Linked DNA regions of Hordeum vulgare: regions 2 and 3 are each linked to region 1. A link is a contact called in public Hi-C data. All regions are on one chromosome and are shown on one strand. Each heading gives the region's core, a stretch centred on a gene start, on an enhancer-like site or on the middle of the called end of the contact. The rest is flanking DNA. Distances are from core to core; before and after follow the strand shown.

Region 1 (2,700 bases), core at 101-2,600:
ACATACTTGCAGTGGCTGCTCCTCCTGCATCATCTGTTTGTCTGACACTAGATCCCACTGGCTAGGTGGAGCTAGCCCAGTATCAGACTCCTTTATCCCTGAGATTTAATAAGTGCATAATGGGTCAGGCAAGCAAATTAAAAATGTTTACCCTCCAGCTGCACAGTTGTATGGAAGTTCGAAAGTTAATCGTACATTCTGAATGTTCATGAAACCGCTAAAACAAAAATTCTAAAACACGAACCAAACAGGGAGAACATTGCAAGCAAGAGCAGCAGTCAGATGCCCGTATCATCAAACAAATGTTTTACTAGTTGAGTCTGTCAAAGCGATAAGTGCATTCATACACGTTAAATTCTGAACCACTTAACACGCTTACTAACCACAAACACTATCTTCAGTAGGTACATGCCTCGATATTTATCATATGATTGAAGCCTAGTGAAAGTGTGAAACAACAAAACAAAGTGCAGACAACTGGTCTCTATCTAGCCCAGGAACAAATTCTAGAGCCAAACCAACAAAGAGATTACCAGGTCCTTACTCACCACAAAGGTCATTGATCCTCTTGGCCAACTCCTTGATCTCCTTCTCGGCCGTCTTGATGCTCGTGGAGTATGGCCCAAGCCCCTGTCAAGTGTCAACGGCAGCCAGAATCAGCAAACTTGAGCAGAAACCCTAGAAAGAGCACTCCACATCTCGCCTAAGCACCCCGAATTCCGCCGCAGAAAAGAGGCAAGCAGCACAAAATAAACAGCACCCCGTCGCCCGCATCAAAGCCCTAGCAGAATCACCAGCCCTCCCACATAGGACTGCGAAACACCCAGACACAGGCCACGGGGCCTCCCCCGACAAAATCACAGAAGGCGACGACCAGCTTCCCCGGAGGACAGGAACCAAAACCCTAGGCTGTCCGCGAGCGCAGACCCGGCCGCGCCCAGCCCGAGACCAGATCGCAAATTCACAGAACGGGCCCTCCCCCCTACAAATCCACAGAGGGCGACGGCAGTTTGTTTCCCCAAGAGAACCCTAGACTAGGCCGGTAGGTCGCAGGCGCGAACCCGTGCGCCGCGCCCAGAACGGGGGCAGATCGCCGCCAGACGGAAACGCAGATTCGAGGGGGCGTGGGGAGATCCGACGGGGTCGCGGCGGCACTCACGTAGGTCTTGAGGAGCGCGATGTCATCCTCGTCGAGGGGGCGCGGGTTCTTCTCCGCCATGATGTCGTCCTCCGGCTCCGGCGCCATGGCGTCTTCTCGGCGGCGGGCGCTGGCGGTGTCTGGCTCGGCTGCGTGTGCGAGAGGCGAGACTGCGGGCTTGTTGGGTGCGCTGGGCCTGCCCTCTGCTGGCTACTACTAGTAGTAATCAACTTTTGCTCCAAGAAGAAGGCAGGCCGGGTTGGATACGTATATCCAGAACCCGTGTCCCCAGGACGGAAACGGATTCCGACAAAATTTCGTATTTCGACGCAAGTCTGGCAGGCTGCTTTTTTTTTTTCCTTTCTTTCTTTTTGATTTGATGACTGCCAGTGCCAGGTGAGAGGCGTCTGTAGATTCAAATTGATAATTCGAACCGAGAGCACTTGGATATGTTGGTTTGTAAAATTTTATTGCTCAAAGATTTGTGTGGTGACCGTTTTGAAACGCAACGTTATTGGTTTGTGAAACTAACAGATTACAACATCTAGATAGTGTTACGGCATGTATAATGGTTGATAAGATGGTTGTATTTTAAATTTTGCATGTAATTTAAAAACAACAACAAAAAATGTCTTATAATGGGTCATTTCATAGTCTTATATCTTCAATAACTAACTATTCCTAAAAATATGGTGAGACATATTATGCTAAAAGAGGAGATCATCTGTTCTCTCTTAAATTAGAAAAGACAAATATTTTCTTATGAGTTCTCTTTCCTTCACCTCATCATTTATCCTATATAACACATCTAAGATAGCACCATTATACATGCCCTTAGCGCTTCGTTCCATTGCAGCTAGTGCTCTGGTCGCGATATTTTGAAAGGATGTATTTGGAAAGAAAGTAAATCTCAAGGATATAAACAATTAAGAGATCTGTGCATACAAGGCATATGAATTTTCAAGTCCATTCTAATCTCTGTCACAGCATATATATTCTCCAACGTCTGCATCCTTTTGTCCAAATAGCAACGGTAAAATACGGGCACCATCAAAATGGGCAGCACAGAACCTCTCCTTTCAATGTGGCAAAACAATACTAAAAGCGAATCATTACATCCCATTCACGTTAATGCCTCATCTACAATAACCATAGATATTTCTCTGCGGGGTTAACTGCGAGCTCGACCGATGATTACAAAAAGATCGGAGCCATGACCAGTGTGATCGTGGCGAGCATCTTGATGAGAACATGGATCGAAGGCCCCGCCGTGTCTTTGAATGGATCTCCAACCCTGCAGCGTAACATACTCGTAAATGTTACTTCGGATCGCATGATCGTTAAGAATGAACAAAATCAGTGCTAGGTCACATAACATGTATACGAAAAGATCATTGCTATTCAGTTTAGCATGTGTTGATCAATAGTAGAAACTCAGCTCAATAAACCAAAAGCAGCGGCACACAAGTGTGAAACGAGAAACTTACGTATCACCAGTAATTGCAGCCTTGTGAGCCTCACTGCCTTTACCACCAAGTGCACCAGTCTCGATGTACTTCTTA
Region 2 (2,700 bases), core at 137-2,636, 160 kb after region 1:
AGTTGCAAAAATAACAATCAAATACCCACCCATAACCACTCAGTAACCAAATTTGCTAGCATAGATAACGCATCGGCAGGTGGCAGAGATTTCGTTCATTTCAATGGGGACAAAACAAAACTCACGAAAGTAACCGTTATCTATATACTTAAATGTGAAACTTCTGGTGCAGAAGGAGTAATACCGCAAAGAGCTCGGGAAGTTTCTCCGCGTCAACGAAGGTATGTGGCAATAGCTTGAATATCTCTTGCGCACCCTGCGAAACTGTGACATATGAAGTTATAAATGTGAGTAAGTGTGCTGCAACCAGTAACCTGGATGTGAAGGCAATGAAAGTTAACACTGGAATTACCATTTCCAGATCCGGTGAATGCAAATACAATTGGACAAATTCCAGATGGGAGTCCGTATGTTGCGATCTCTTCACCAATGGCGATGACTGCAGCCTTCGCTGCAGCGAGCGAAGGATACATATGGGATTGCCCCAGAGACAGAAACGGGGTCGAGTATCCAAGGCTCAAATATCCTGAAATTGCAAGTGAAATGCTTTATCAGAATGAATAACTAACAGTTGCTTACGACAGAACAAGTTGCCCTTCATGATAAGACCAGATAGGAAATCGGAGCATCCCAGGCATAATAACATTAAGTCAGAATATGAGCTGAGAAATGACAAAAGTGTTCTTACGCTGTCCAAGGCCATGTAAGAAATCTATCAGCCCAGCTCTACCAGCAAACTTCCCAAATGCCAGCATTCTTTTCCCATCGTCGTCAACAATCAGCTCATAATCAAACAAGGATACCCTTTCTTCCATGATCTGAAAAATATGAACCAGCAGTTTAGCGCACCATTTTGTCCTCAGAAATGTGTACGCGCAATATGGTAACTACCTTATCTAACAGCGGCATATTTTCTTTCTGGGCCTTGTGGGTGTGTGAGAAGAATGCATATGCCCTATCTGGAAGAATCATCTCCAGCTGCACAAGGAAACACCTCTCAAAACGTTTTCACAACTGTGATACAGACTGTAAATCAAAGTCAACTGGAGTATCTAGCCTAATTGGTTGCAATGTTACCTTTGGTTGCTTGATGCCTACAATGAGGCCACACTCGGACAGATCGTCTGAAATCTCGCACCCAGCATCCTCATACTGAGCATCATGGTGTATCCTCTTTGTGCTTGGCTGCACGATGATCCGGTTCACACCGGATTTGCTCCTGCCTCCTCCGAGCACAAGGCGAGCACAATGGGAAGGAGTTAAGGGCGCCCTCCTCTCCCACATATTGACAGTCTCGGCGAGAATGCCGATGACCCCATTGCCCAGCAAGGTGTCGTGTCTCTGCTGAGTGAGAATGAACAAACATGCCATTATTGTCAGAAATTATCACAAAACTGGACATAACAACACCAAAGAGATCGAGCAACGCACTTCAGTGGTCTCGGACCCCATAGAGGATGAGCGCGATTAAGGCGCGACGATCATGAACCTGCCACCGATTGCTCCTGAAAATGAGCAGAGCACCTGACATTCAGGTTACCACAATTCAGAGTGCAGTTAGATTTCCTGTCATAAGGATAGAATTCTCGACAAATACCACATTGCAGATTAGTGGTGGTTAATCGAGAGTATGTGTTACTTTTATGTTGTTCATTTGTCAAACATGTGTAAAAATAGTCATGTTCACATGAATGAAAATAAAATACGTGTGTTTATTTTTCAAGGAAAGGTACGTGCCAGGTAGAGCAATGAGTTACTAGCCACCTGAAAGGTACTTCTTCATTTATAAAAATAAAAATAAGAATCTTGGGCCAACACTCTCTTTTGCTGGCTCGAGGTAGCTGTCAGATGCCACTAGCTAGACAACCAGAGTAGTAAATTTTATAGTACAAAAAATGATTGACCGTGTAGTGAAATTTACAGTTATCCAGCCAGAAGCTACTCCTTGTATCGTATGTAAAGCAGAGCATCATCGCACGGCCGTGTGTAATATTCAGTTGAACAATCGAAGGTCCAAAGCAAAGCAGGATCACAGATTCACAGGTCACAACCCAGAAAAAGTGCCATTGATTTTGGCGACATGATTGAAGTGGTGCTTGGCCAGACGGCAGCATGCCCGTCGTTTTCAAGCGGCCCATCCATCCACCGGCACCGCGGCGACACGCGCGCGGCCAGTGGCAGCCACGCGGCAGGTGAGCTACATCAGCGGCCTCACGCTTGTCCCGGCGTCCGTCCGTCTGCCTTTCTTGCGTGCTCCTCCTAACCGCCGCCTAACCCGGCGTGTGCCTCGTGAGCACGCAGGCTCCGGCCCGGCGGTCCGGCGCCGCGAGCAAATGCGCATCGATGTTCACCGGCCACCGTTGCCTGCCCCGCCTGCCCCCGGTGATGTTCATCGGCACCGCAGCCGGAAACCTCGGCGCCGGTGCCCGTCCCGAACCCACGGAAACTGAAGCCCAAGCCACGATCGGCGGAAAATCTATGGGAAAGAAAGCTTGGCTGGGTTGGCCGCGCGTACCTGGGAATCTCGGATAGCGGCGCGGCGACGGCGCGGAGAGCTTCACACGGCGAGGCGAGGCGAGGAGGACGGGAGGAAACAATCAATGGCGCACGCGCACGTGAAAGTTCCTGGGAATGGGGAGGAGCGGCTGCTGGTGGACGAGGAGGAGTACACATATATCGGCCGAGAGCTGGGTGACGGAA
Region 3 (2,700 bases), core at 17-2,516, 220 kb after region 1:
TCTTCCCACGATAAACATATGAGTTATAATTTCCAGCGATATTTTATATCATTTGTGTCATGAAAAAGATAGAATCCAACGATAAACTAATTTTCTTCCCACGATAAACATATGAGTTATAACTTCCAATGATATTTTATATCATTGGTGTCATGAAAACTTTGGCCACAATTATATTTTATATTTTATATCATTGGAAGTCATAACTCACGCGACACCTTTTTTAGTAATTCGGCATCTGTTACATATTGGAGGGCCTAAGGCTAGTTGTAATGGTTAGTATCATAGTACTAGTATCAGGCATATGATACTAGTGCATGATACTACACCCGTAATGCATAGTATCACATGTTAGTATCATAGGATATGTCATTTATTGACATGCATGACACATAGTAGCACAACATTTAATATGATACGGTATCATGATATGATACTCAACCCTCTCTTTCTTCATTTAATTCTATGCCACCTCATTAAAACTGCTTAGTTGTCATGCATGATATTAGCTATGGCACTCCCATTACGATCAACCTAAGGGAAAAAAAACCAATGTGGACACCGTGGCACAGGATCGGCTTCATGACTTGGCAACATGTCTATACCAGTAGTATTCACTAAAAGGATATCATCAAAGTACCGCTGCCTATAAAGGAATTTGACAAGACAGATATTGACAATGGCTTATCTATCGTCGCCGCCCAGGAGGCGTGCATAGGTGCACAAAGGTCAAGAGGAAAGGGACGACTTAGCTTAGTATAGGCTACCTGCTATAGATGCCACACGCAACCGGCCGGATCGATCCGACGAACGAGGCCGTGCGCCGGTTGCCGGCGACTCTCGCTCGCTCTCTCCATCGATGGTAAGTTCACTTCAGATAGTTCAACGTATACGTACCCATCGATCCAGCTCGTAGCAAACGTGCGTACACAAAATGCATGGCACGTCGGCGGCGACGGCGACCTCTCTCGGCCAGAAAGCAGAGGCCAAAATGCAAAAGAGTCGTTCCCTGAAAAGGGTGAGGAATCAAATGTGCCTTGTGATTCTGCATGATCGCGACAGAGAGATAGACTACAGAGACGAACCAACAAACCGATCGATCACACTCACAACCGTACTCATATTCTGTTATCAAAAAAAACAAAAAACACGAGCAGTGTCCAAACGGGAGATGGCCCAAACACATGATGATGCACAAGAAATCATGCATTATAAGTCGAGGCCCATTATAAGAGGCTCTGGAGGAAAAAGAAAGCGCTGCTGCTGCGGCCTGCACCAGCCCAGCGGAATGGAATAACAGCGAGCCCATACGCGGCTGTATGCGGCCCACAACAGAAGAACTATACCCCCATTCCGGCGCGGCCCATGAGAGGAAAGCACCGCAAACCCCACAGCCGCCACTCTCTCCCCGGCGCGCCGCCGCAGCCATGCTCCCGCTCGCCCGCGCGGCCCTCCGCCGCCTCGGCCCCGCGGCCGCGGGGGACGGCTCGCTCCCCGCCCGCCTCCTCCTCCTCGCGCCGCTCGCCTCCAAGCCGTCGTCGTCCACGCCGCCGGAGTACCAGATGCCGTCGGTGACGTGGGGCGTGATCCAGGGCCGCAGGGAGCGGCTCGTGTCCCGCGTGCTCGCCCTCGACTTCCTCCGCTCGGCCGGCGTCACCGACCCCGCGGGCGAGCTCGAGGCCGTCGAGCTCCCCTCCTCCCTCGACGTGCTGCAGGAGCGCCTCGACTTCCTCCTCCGCCTCGGCCTCTCCACCGACGACCTCTCCGCCTACCCGTTCCTCCTCGCCTGCTCCCTCCGCAAGAACGTCATCCCCGTCCTCTCCTACCTCGAGAAGCTCGGGGTCACGCGCGCCCGCCTCGCCGCCTTCGTCCGCGCCTACCCGGCCTGCCTCCACGCCTCCGTCGCCGTCGACCTCGCCCCCATCGTCAAGGCGCTCCGCGGCCTCGACGTCGACCGCCAGGACATCCCCCGCGTCCTCGAGCGCTACCCCGACGTCCTCGGCCTCAAGCCCGACGGCACCATCAGCACCTCCGTCGCCTACCTCGTCGGCATCCTCGGCGTCGCGCCGCGTGACATTGGCCCCATGGTGACGCACTATCCCTTCTTCCTTAGCATGCGTGTTGGCACCACGATCAAGCCCTTCTGCGATTACATCACATCTCTGGGGCTGCCGATGAGGATTCTCGCGAGGATTATTGAGAAGCGGCCATACATTCTTGGATATGATCTTGAGGAGACGGTCAAACCAAATGTCGAGGCATTACTCAGCTTCGGCATTCGGAAGGAGGTGCTGCCACTCATGATTGCGCAGTACCCATCCATCCTTGGGTTGCCTCTGAAGGTGAAGCTAGCGGCACAGCAGTACTTCTTCAACTTGAAGCTCAAAATTGACCCTGATGGGTTCGCTCGCGCTGTTGAGAAGTTGCCACAGCTTGTGAGCTTGCATCAGAATGTGATACTTAAGCCTGTGGAGTTCCTTCGCGGACGGGGAATCACCGATGATGATATTGGGCGCATGTTGATCCGGTGCCCACAGATTCTTTTGCTGCGGAATGAGCTCATGAAGAACAGTTTTTACTTCTTCAAGAGCGAGCTGAAGCGGCCAATAAGTGAACTTCTGGAGTACCCAGAGTATTTTACATACAGCTTGGAGTCAAGGATCAAGCCTAGGTACATGAGAGTGGCAAGCAAGGGGATTA

Evidence for each region. Hi-C and Micro-C count contacts between places; a contact is called where the count stands out from the background.
Region 2: a Hi-C map of leaf shows a contact between it and region 1, with 2.8 times the contacts expected there. The contact joins the promoter of LOC123401683 here to the promoter of LOC123401440 in region 1. A contact is called at or near these places in 4 of 6 Hi-C or Micro-C datasets (leaf and seedling) and 1 of 1 datasets of contacts at active chromatin or transcription factors (embryo).
Region 3: a contact with region 1 is called in a Hi-C map of leaf, with 1.8 times the contacts expected there. The contact joins the promoter of LOC123402712 here to the promoter of LOC123401440 in region 1. A contact is called at or near these places in 2 of 6 Hi-C or Micro-C datasets (leaf and seedling).

What each region holds. Positions count from the first base shown.
Region 1 is chr6H:531,820,462-531,823,161 of MorexV3_pseudomolecules_assembly, reverse strand. LOC123401440 (26S proteasome regulatory subunit 7A-like) reads right to left here and starts at 1,350. Exons shown (of 10, transcript XM_045095256.1): 1 at 1,160-1,350; 2 at 549-630; 3 at 7-98. The coding sequence starts at 1,246. It overlaps LOC123401439 (pyrophosphate-energized membrane proton pump 3), which reads right to left. Exons shown (of 15, transcript XM_045095255.1): 14 at 2,626-2,700; 15 at 2,092-2,432. The coding sequence ends at 2,333.
Region 2 is chr6H:531,659,890-531,662,589 of MorexV3_pseudomolecules_assembly, reverse strand. LOC123401683 (alpha-aminoadipic semialdehyde synthase) reads right to left here and starts at 1,386. Exons shown (of 24, transcript XM_045095532.1): 1 at 1,078-1,386; 2 at 892-978; 3 at 689-818; 4 at 353-526; 5 at 185-264. The coding sequence starts at 1,371. It overlaps LOC123401685 (a long non-coding RNA gene), which reads left to right. Exons shown (of 3, transcript XR_006611146.1): 2 at 173-221; 3 at 362-451.
Region 3 is chr6H:531,602,763-531,605,462 of MorexV3_pseudomolecules_assembly, reverse strand. It overlaps LOC123402712 (transcription termination factor MTERF4, chloroplastic), which reads left to right and starts at 1,266. Exons shown (of 3, transcript XM_045096665.1): 1 at 1,266-2,700. The coding sequence starts at 1,320.